2 separate regions of the Mus musculus genome follow, and region 1 is linked to region 2. The links are chromatin contacts, called in public promoter capture Hi-C maps. All regions are on one chromosome and are shown on one strand. The core of a region is the stretch at or near the end of the contact, and the rest is flanking DNA. Distances in the headings are between cores, read along the strand shown.

Region 1 (5,013 bases), core at 593-3,092, 2.2 Mb after region 2:
AACACAATTACCTGAAGATCCTGAAGAGCTGGTCAATCTCTGAGTCGCCGTGGAAAAGCGGCTTCTTGGTGGCCAGTTCTGCAAATATGGTCCCTATACTCCAGATGTCAACCGGAGTGGAGTAACGAGCCGAGCCCAGCAACACTTCTGGAGATCGGTACCACAGCGTCACTACCTGGCACAGGACAGACCACACACGGTTGTCTTTTAGGAAGCTGTGCAGGTGTCACCAAGAACTTCAGACAATTAGCTATATGCAAATTACTAAGTTGAACCTATTTTATTTCTGATTTCTGCTCATTAGTGGGTAAGTACCATAGACCTCTTGCTTTTCAGATCTCTAAAGTCAAAGGACCAAAGCAGCCATATCCTGGCTGGCATATACCTGGGTGGCATATACCTGGCTGGCATACAACTTTAATACCAGCACTCTGGAGGCAGAGTTTGAGGCCAGCCTGGTCTACAAAGTGAGTTCCAGGACAGCCAGAGCTACACAGAGAAACCCTGTCTCAAAAAAACCAAAAAAAAAGAAAAAAAAGAAAAATGAAAAGAAATCTAAGCCAAAGCGGTAGGAGGGGATTCAAATGATTAGTGATTTAGAACTACAGTTTATTTATCAAAATAGTGAATGACCTCAATGAACAATGCAATGAGGTCAGCAGCAGTTACAGCCATTAAAGACGAGTCATATCATAAACTGTGAAAAAATAAAAAAGAATAAACAAGACAGGACTGAGAAGGCTGCTCAGTGGGTGGCTAGCTTCCCTATCAGGCAAAACGAGCAGGACCAGGGCCCCAGCAGGGCACACATCTGTGTAATCTTAGCACCCAGAGAATGAGGCCAGTCAGGGCTACAGGAGACCCTGCCTCAAAATCCAAATGACACACAGGGGACCGACACTGTAGACTCCAGGCTCACACCTCCCAAGATGCCAATGTTCCTGTATTATACAAGCCAATGCCCTTTCAGAAATACCAGAGGAACCTAGTCTGGTGCTGTAGACCTACTACTGGGAAGGCCGCTGTAGGAGTCCCAGGTCCAAAGTCTATCTACGCCAGTGACCTCAGGGCCAACCAGGGCAAGTCAGTGAGACGTTCTCAAAACAAGGAGCAGAGTGTGTGAGTGTGTGTGTGTGGCCCATGGTTCAAGCCCCATTGCAGAGGAAAATAATAAAACAGACAACCACATGGGAATCCACTGACAAAGCCTGATGACAGGGCCAAGGGCACAGCTCAGTGACAGGACACCCAAGCAACAGGGGCCAAAGACTGGGGTTCAATCCCTAGTGCTCCCTCCCCCAGCTAGAGTAGGCTGGCTCCTAAATCTTTCACAATAATCTCCCTCACACAGCAAAACCTGCCTTTTAATTGATCTGAATGAGCACAGCAGGTCCAATCAGGAGGAAGCACAGCTCTGCGGAAGTTCAACACAGAGAAACGAGAACCCCTAAAACTACAATAAGCCCCTTCCTGGAGGTCCCCCCAGGCCATCAATCTCCCCTGACAAAGATGCCAAAGGGTCTGTCTTCCTTTTCACAGACCACACAAACAAGAGTGAAGTGGCAATAAAAAAGCAGTTAGCCAACACTACCAGAACAGAACTTTTTGTTTGGTTTTCTGAGACAAGGTTTCTCTGTGTAGCCCTGGGTGTTCCAGGACTTGCTCTATAGACTAGGCTGGCCTTAAACTCAAGAGATCTGCCTGCCTCTGTCCCCCCAAGTGCTGGTGTGTGCTGCCACTGCCTGGCAGCAGAAACATTTTTCAACCAAGTATTTCTACCTTGGCTTAAGGTAGACCAGAGGGAGGCAGCAACCGGACGCTCAGGGCTCTCCTTACCTCGTGTGTGTACACTCGTATCGGTATTCCAAACGCTCTGGCAAGGCCGAAATCAGCCAGTTTGATTGTTCCTTTGTCATCAATCAATAGATTTTGAGGTTTCAAGTCTCTGTGAAGAACTCGCCGGGAGTGGCAAAACACAATTCCCTGGAGGATTTGGTGTAAGTAACTCTAGAAAAGCAACAGCCAGACAGACACTCCGTCACTCCACAAGACTCCAAGGAGAAAGGAGTTCTGAGAAAATAAATCATGATGCAGAGAAAACAATGTAGCTACCACAAGACCCTTCAGGCCTCTTTAAACAGGTGAGTATCGAAGATGTATCTATGCCCACATGAGCATTTAAATTTTTGGTCCCTGTCTTTAAGTCACATGTTAGCTTTCTGTGCAGAAGTTTCCTCAGCACTCGTGTCAACTGTTTCTATCCTGAATAAAGCTGTGCTTTTCCATTTCTGTCACTTTACACGTGCATTTCCTCTTTTGAGACAACAGGAAAATATGTAAAACAGCTTAAACTGGGAATGTGTAAAAGTTTGTTCGTAACCTACTTCTCTAGTGTGTGCATGCCCACACATGTGCACTCTTCAATGTAGGTACCCGAGTGACAGGCAGATATTTCTCATTAAACCTGAAGTTCACCATTTTGATCAAAATGGATGGCCCTGGGACACAACAGAGCCATCCCACCCGCAGCCCCTGCCTCTGTCCTTCAGCCTCTGGGCTTATAGATGTCCACACCACCTCACCACCTCCATGTGGAGCCACACCACCACCTCACCACCTCCATGTGGAGCCTGGGAACCAGAGCTCAGCTCCTCGTGCTTGTGCCATAAGCACTTTCCCTCTGAAATGTCCCCAAGCCTTCCAATCCTAAAGCCAAAGGAATCTTTCCCTATCCATAACTTAAGAAAAGTTAGGAGATAGGAGAGAGCAGAAAAATATTGACATTATTCTAAAACATTTGATCTTATACATTATGGCTTTAACAAAACAACAAAAAAATCATTAAGAATACTCTGCTGGAGAGTTTTATGTCAACTTGACAGAAGCTAGAGTTATTGGAGAGGAAGCTTCAACTGAGAAAATGCCTCCTTAAGTACAGGTTGTAAGCAAGCTTGTAAGGCATTTTCTTAATTAGTAATCGCTGGGAGAGGGCCCAGCTCATCATGGGTGGTGCCATCCCTGGACTGGTGGCCCTGGGCTCTCCACAGCCTCTGAATCAGCTCCTGCCCCCAAGTTCCTGGCCAGGAGCTCCTGTCCTGACTTCCTGGGGTGATGAGCAGTTACATGCAAGTGTAAGCCAAACGGCCACTTTCCTCCTCAAGTTGCTTGCTGAGGCCATAGCCTTCATCTCAGCAATAGCCATACAGTGTGAGCACTGGCAGTGGTGGGCACCACTAGCAAGTCACCGTGTGTTAGTAATAATGACTTTTGAAACCACTGAAATACAGAAAGATGAGTGAATATGTACAGGTTATGCAAAAATGAGTAAACACAATAGTATGTTAAATGTCAAATAGAATAACTGTAATAAAACCCTTCCCATAATACACTGAGACTATTTAAAAGTTACATACAGTCAAGTCTTGGTAACAATGTAATAAAATAGTAATTGATTTTTAGAGGACCTATCAACCATGATCTTAAATATAAACACAGATTTTATCACAGTTCCAAGAAGCCACCTCTAAAATGACATAAAGTGGTGGGTGTGGTGGCACATGCTTATAATGCCCACACTTGGGAGATGGCGGCTTGAGGATGAGAGTTCAAGGCCAGCCTGGGCTGCAGAATGAACCTCCACCACCACTCATGACGACTCACTGCAGCCATCACTAAAGTAGGAAGTAATCTAAGTGGAAATGGTTTACTAGCTGTACAAAGTATTAAACCACTACGAAACAGAGACATGAGAGGCTAACTAACGTGTGCAGTGCACATACAGAAGGATCCCACTGGGTTTAGATGCATACAAAGTCAACGTGAACATCTCAAGGCATGCACAGAGTTCAGTGGAAAAATAAAGCCGGTTTAAGGTGAAGACCCCTTTACCATAGACATTTACAACCTATACCCATTTGCTGAGAATAACACTTGCCCAATTATACACAATGCCCTGGATCCAATACCCGGTACCACACACAAAGAACAATAAATACAATTATAATTTAACTGAAATACAATGTTTACATTAACCAAAGCCTACTTGTCAGAGTAAGACCACTTAGCATCAGCACCGGGCTCAGGCTGCTGTCGCTGATCTGCACATAACCACTGTAGCCTGGCCTGCCCCCAGCAATGTGATACATAAGCCACAGGGTAGCACTTAGGTGCTCAGACGCTACTTCTCACTTCTAGAACCTTCTGGAAATGAGACAGGCAGATGATGATCTCATCCGGTGGAAGGAAGGAAAATAAAATGCTGTCTCTTCCCTTACAGGTTTTCTAAGATGCAGCCACAAAACGCAAGGATGGAGCCCACGTTCAGAGAGCGTATTAGTAAAAGCACGCAACTCTTTACCTTAACGAGTGAAGAATCCATGAACTGCCCAGGAGGGATGGAGTCCAGGTACTTCTTGAGGTCCATGGACAGGAACTCAAAGATGAGATACAGCCTGGAGTCCTGCATGAGCACATCCTGCAGGCTGAGCAGAGCAAGCGTGAGTCCAGCCAGCAGCCTGCCTCCACTTCCAACAGCATAACTGCTAACAGTGACCTTCACTCTCAAGTAGAACTTGAGGACGGAAGTTCAGGACAGTAGTCCACAGCCTCCTCTGCAGGAGGAGCTAGCTCACACCGCCTGCACTCCTAAAGCTGGCTGCTCGAGAAGATTAAAGCTGCTCCCTAGTGCCAGCCCCAGTGCAACAACAGTTAGAACCCAGGGGCAGAGGCAGGTCACGCCAGCTACCAGAGGTGCTAAGTAAGGCAAGGATCTCTAGATGCAAAGGATGGAGTGAGCACAAGGTCACCCTGGGTAATTCTGTGAGTGCTGGAGACTGGGTGCGGTGGTTTAAACCCATAATCCCGGCACTTGGGAGCTAGAGGACAGCAGTAAATTCCAGGCCAACCTGGGTGAGCTAGAGTAATATCCTGTCTTAATAATTTCAAAACCCCATATTAGGAGGCCAGAGGCTACAGCTCAGTGGTAGAGCACTTTCTTAGCTCTACCCAAAGGCC
Region 2 (5,302 bases), core at 1,446-3,945:
GCTGGAAGGCTGGGTTTAGGACCAGGTCTAGCACAGGCCAAAAGTATATCCGCATACATTAAAGGCCATACTTTAGATTGTTTGCCTTAAGGGGATTATTTATAAATTACTAAGAGAACTCAACACGGAAACGCATGAGAACTCTTGGTAGGTGTACACGGTCATAGAGATGTGTAACAGTCCATCGCACATAACCCAGGCAGCCTTGGCAACAGAGAGACCATGGAATTTGGGAGGCACATACTCTCAACTATAGAAAAAGGAAGGAGCATATGGGCAGCTAGTGACGACTGCCAGGGTAGTATGCCACATATACTGATTTGAGGAAATTAAAAAGGAAGGGAGAAACTGTTCTTTTTGAAGGAACAAACCTCAGCTGCTCCAAAAAGGTGAGCCTGGGTCTCCTACGGGGGAAAATAGAACAGGTAAAAAGAGCTGTAGTGTGCGGGGCCGGGGGGGGGGGGGGGCCAGACACAGAAGGGCTAGCAGCAGTCGGTTCTACAGCAGGCACTAGCCAGGAGTCTGCTAGTCCAGTTGGCACTGTCAGATTGCACAGGTCACAGGCTGGATGTTTACCAGCACAGGTCGCAGGCTGGGTGTGTAGACGTCCCCTTCACCCTGTCTGTCAGGTTGTGAGACCCATTCAGCTACTTGCGTCTCTTCTCCGTGCCCTTTTCTTTTTCACTACTCTCTCCCCGCCCCAGCTGACTTGTGTTGCGTCAGCCCCTGCCAGGTTCTTCCCGTGCTCAGTAGATACCCCTGGCAGCTCAGAATCTCAGTGTTATCAGTTGCTTGCAAAGAGAAAAAGGCCAGCCGGGCAGTGGTGGGGCACGCCTTTAATCCCAGCACTTGGGAGTCAGAGGCAGGTGGATTTCTGAGTTCAAGACCAGCGTGGTCTACAGAGTGAGTTCCAGGACAGCCAGGGCTACACAGAGAAACCCTATCTCTAAAAACAAAAAAAAAACAAAAACACCCCCCCCCAAACCCAAAAAACCTAAAGGATAGAAAAAGGCCTAAGGTAAAGTATGGGAAAGGGCACCATGCCCTTCTGTGCCAGCTGAGTCTATTATTTAGAGACTCCCCAGTGCTGTCCGCTCTTAAGACGTCCTTGCATTGTAATGTTTGAAGTGTGGACAGCCATGTCAAGATGCATAAAGATAGAGGTAGTTCCCTGGCTGTAGTCTGGGAGAAGACCCTGCTCCAGAGACTGTCTGCTTTAACTTTCTTGGCTGTCTGTCAGTATTTCTTTTTAGCCGGTATGGGTAGGGCCTCTGTATCGAGGAGATGCTACAACCCACTGTCAGCAGGGGGTGGGCACAGGGGGGAGCGGTGTGAGCAGCTTAAGGCAGAAAGGGTGGGAAAGATTAGAGTCTCTGTGGCCCTGCCTTGGGGGCCAGAAACCATGGATGGAAAAAAGGAAATTGTGTATCGTGATGTGACCTCATTTCTCTTGCTCTCTGTCATTAATTCTACGTTTCTTAATCAGCTGGTCTTCTCGTCCACAGCCTCCTGGTTGCCTGGCACAGCAAGCAGAGTGGGCTTTCCGGTACATACGTGAGAGGGTCCTGCCGCTTACCCTCTTCCATGACCTGTGGCTTCCCCAGGCTCTGGTTAGATTCTATCTTGGCTCACAGAACCCCGTGTGCACTGATCTCCTTGTGTTTCCAAAATTGATGGGTTACTATCTCTCTGCCCTCTTCCTGATCCTGTGAACCTAGCATTGTACTTCCTTCCCTGGGGCCTTCGCTGTTCCCTGTTTCAAGACGAGCACCTGGCAAGTTCAGCTGGAGACTCTGACTAAACACTGCTCCTCAGACTGTCTTCTTAGTGTGGTCCAGATTCCAAGGCATCTCTGTCACCAATTACCCAATCTCACCTAGCCTCGAATGGATTACCTTACTCCATTGTAAGCTTCTGTTCTTATTGTCTCCTCTTCCTCCAATTATGCTGTAGGTTGTTACTTCAGGAATGTTGTCTGTCCTGTTTCACTGTTTTGGTCTCAGTGCCTGTACACACCCAGCCTTAGGATTTTGAATGGCTATTTATACCAGAGAAGGCGCAGAAGCAGGCTGTTCATGATCCCATGGCGTTTGCCCTCAGGGCACAATTTATCAAATCAAGCAAAAAGTGCTGAATAGAACCCAAATCAGCGGTCATGGACCAACCAGTCTAATGTCTTGGCAGAGTGTGGCTTTTAGCAGTTCAAGTGGGACTTACTGAGGAGGCAGGCTGGGGGAACAGGACATAGAGCACCGATACCTCTTGAATCCATTTCAGAATGATCTGGATTTCAGAGAAGGCTCTGCTGGAGACCAGGTAGTTCCAGGAGCTGCTGAGAAGATTGCCTGCTTGTCAGAGAGCAGGTTGGTTAACAGCCAGAAGAATTAGAGTCAAGGTGGGAGCCAACCGAACACTCAGGGTTTGCAACAAAGAACAAACAAACATGGGTCACCTTGTGCTGTCTTCATGCAGCTCGCCTGCAGCCGGGGTGTGGGATGAGGAGGGTGGCAGAGGGATTGGACAGGGCTTAGGGTGGGTGAAGAAGACTTTGGTGTGGAGCAGTGCTGTGCTGACAAATCTCTGCAGATCACCTAGCTCATCTGTCCGCTGTCTCCCAGGCTTCACAGAAAGGGTCTCCTGATTGCTCTCCTGCTCCCAGCCCTGCAGTACAACCGTGCCTTTTGTCAAAGACCTTTAATCATTAATGATTTCCCTTTTTTTTTTTTTTAAAGTAAAGATTGCAGTGAGAGTACAGTTTGCTGTCTATACCGAATTGACCTAAGTTGAACTAAAAGCCCCAAGCCGGAACAGAACCTTGTTCTAGTTACTGCCCTAAGACAGCTAAGTGGCTATTATCTCCTGTAGATTTCTGAAGGATTAACGGTGGGTGTGAGCTCTTGGAACCTGGCTGCCCAAGGCCCATTCATTTCCCAGGCCCTCTGTCCTCAGGGCGCCATCCTCCAGGAGCTGGGTTTGTTTGCTGGGCTCTTCAGACCCAGTACCATTTGCAAAGTGCATGTGATGGCGCTACTTCACGGTGAGTGATTTGAGCTCTCTCTAGATAATAATGCCTTTTAGCTCTTGGCATATTGCCCGATGCATGGTCCGTAAGAAGCAATGGTTGTCTCGTTCTCTGAATGATCTCGCAGAATTTGGACCTGAACCCCAATTTAAATTTTTATTTTACTTAACGCAGTGCATGGGATCAAACTCAGGGCCTTGCACATGCTAGTCAAGGGCTCAATGGAGGTACGAGAGAAAGAGGGGGTGAGAGGAGAAGGGGAAGAAACCCCCTTTCTCCGGAGTTTGAAGTCTCTGCAGCTGAGAATTCCAGCTCACTGATCAGCATTTGCTATGGAGGTTGTTGTACAGACTTTCTTTTATATAAAGACTTTTCAAATAAGGATGTTAAGATAGCCATGAGCTGTGCTTCAGGCCAAAGCCTTTATGACCCACTCTCCTTTCTCAGCTGTAAACCTACAGTCTTCTAGGAATTAAAAACTCTCTGTTTACAGTAAGGGCACCTTGTGCTGCACTTGTGACCCGGCTCGTGACCTGGGCTTGTGCTATCTGCCTATATTCCTACCACAGCCCCTCCAGCACCATCTCAGAATCTCATTGGCCGGAAATGGTGAAATGTTTCCTGACAGCACTTCAAGATGTCACCAAATCCTATAGACGGCCACTGCTACGACATCTAAATGTGACTTGCTTGATTCTCAGAGGGAAGACACTCATATCCACCCCAGGCTTGTCACTTAGCTTTCTTCCATGCTCCTCTCTATTAACTTTATACGTAAATTGGCATTAATTCTCCTTTTGAAAAACATCTGCCTCGCTTGGTTTCATTCTGAAATTCTTTCCTGCGGTAAAGTCAGGAATCCCATCCTCACTTGAGTAGAAGTCTTTGAAAACAGCTCCCTAGGCCACTGTGATGGTAGCTCTTGGTAGCCTGTGATAGCTCGTGGTAGCCTATGGTATTGTGAGGCTTCATCTCCAGCCACTGCCAGTACCATTGAGCTGCACACGCAGCCCAGACTTTGATGTTTTTACTTCCAAAATTTGTGTCTGTTTCCGTGAATGCCAAAAAACAAACAGCAAAGAAAGAAAGAAAGAAAGAAAGAAAGAAAGAAAGGAAGAAAGGAAGAAAGAAAGAAAGTTTAGCAAAGACTGTTTTACAGTGGCGGTGGCGGGTGGAGGGGGAGCTGAGGACTGGAAGGTTGTGAACACTTATATCCTATGTTAAGTAAAAGACACCGCTGTGCTTTCCCTGCGCATAGGGCGATGGCAATAGGCCTCCTTCAGTACTCAGTGCATTACTGCTCTGCAGTAAGGAGCTGCTGGGGTTTTGGGGGTACCTGACATGGGTATATGGACTTTTTACTAACTTTATTTCATTTTTTTTTTTCTATTTGATTTCTGTGCATGTGTATGTATATCAGAGGACGACTCAGAAGCCCTCCTCTTCCCACCATTTGCATTCCGGGTTCAAACTCAGGTTGTCAGACTTGACAGTCAGGTTGTCAGCTAAAGACCTTTACCCTGTAAGCCATCTCGCTGGACTTGGGCTGGTGAGGTGAGGTCAGTGTTGGCTGTCCAAGTGACCTGAGCTGTAATCTGGGAACCCATGGTGAGAAGAGAATCAACTAGAAACTGTCCCTTGACTGGAATGCATGCTGCCGCATTCCCTGTGCACACAGTATGACAGCAGCATGTGCACTGAACCGGTGTGCTTCTTTCTCTGTTGCCTTTCTTCCCCTCTTCCTCCTGCTCTAACAACGGAAAGCGCGTTACCAGGCGATTTTGTTGGTGAGTGGAAATTTGATGGAAAAGTGGTCCCATCTGTAGGAAAATTACTTAAGTTTGTACAGGGCCTTAGATTTAGTGTTATTTAGAAGGAAATAAGGGGGTCTGGGAGAGATGGCTCAGTGATGAAGAGCACTCACTGCTCCTGCAGAGGACTCAGGGTTGTATCCTAACACGTGCATGGTAGCCCACAACCACCCGTAACTCCAGGTACAGATGAAATCTAGAAGATTTCATTCAGGTTGGTCTTTTTTTTTTTTTTTTTTAATTTATTTTTCCGTTATACTTTTGTGGTTGGGGGGTTAAAAATGTGTTTTCATTTGATATGAAGGCTGCGAGTTTTCATCAATAACTACCTTGTTCTCCTTGGTCTTCAATAAGTTTTACTTATACGTTTGACTTAAGTTTAGGGTTGGGACTGGAGCTGATTGCCGTGGGCCAAGAGCAGAGGAAATACAGTTATTTGCAGCTATACAAGATGATTACTGCCCAAGAT

The links. Capture Hi-C pulls out chosen DNA fragments and counts their contacts.
Region 1: a promoter capture Hi-C map of liver shows a contact between it and region 2, with 2.8 times the contacts expected there. The contact joins two enhancer-like sites. A contact is called at or near these places in 1 of 39 promoter capture datasets (pre-B cells) and 1 of 9 other capture datasets (liver).

The regions. Positions count from the first base shown.
Region 1 is chr10:69,340,704-69,345,716 of GRCm38.p6, forward strand. Cdk1 (cyclin-dependent kinase 1) reads right to left here. Exons shown (of 8, transcript NM_007659.4): 4 at 4,358-4,481; 5 at 1,837-2,007; 6 at 12-175. Among named protein-coding and RNA genes, the nearest start is that of Cdk1, 9.7 kb to the right of the region's middle. Within about 2 kb of position 1,843, at least 18 of the 459 cell types and tissues checked have an H3K27ac peak or open chromatin away from gene starts, as enhancers often do. A contact at or near this core is called in liver, where this site is marked.
Region 2 is chr10:67,105,271-67,110,572 of GRCm38.p6, forward strand. It overlaps a transcript of Jmjd1c not described here. Among named protein-coding and RNA genes, the nearest start is that of Reep3, 11 kb to the left of the region's middle. Within about 2 kb of position 2,696, at least 51 of the 459 cell types and tissues checked have an H3K27ac peak or open chromatin away from gene starts, as enhancers often do. A contact at or near this core is called in liver, where this site is marked.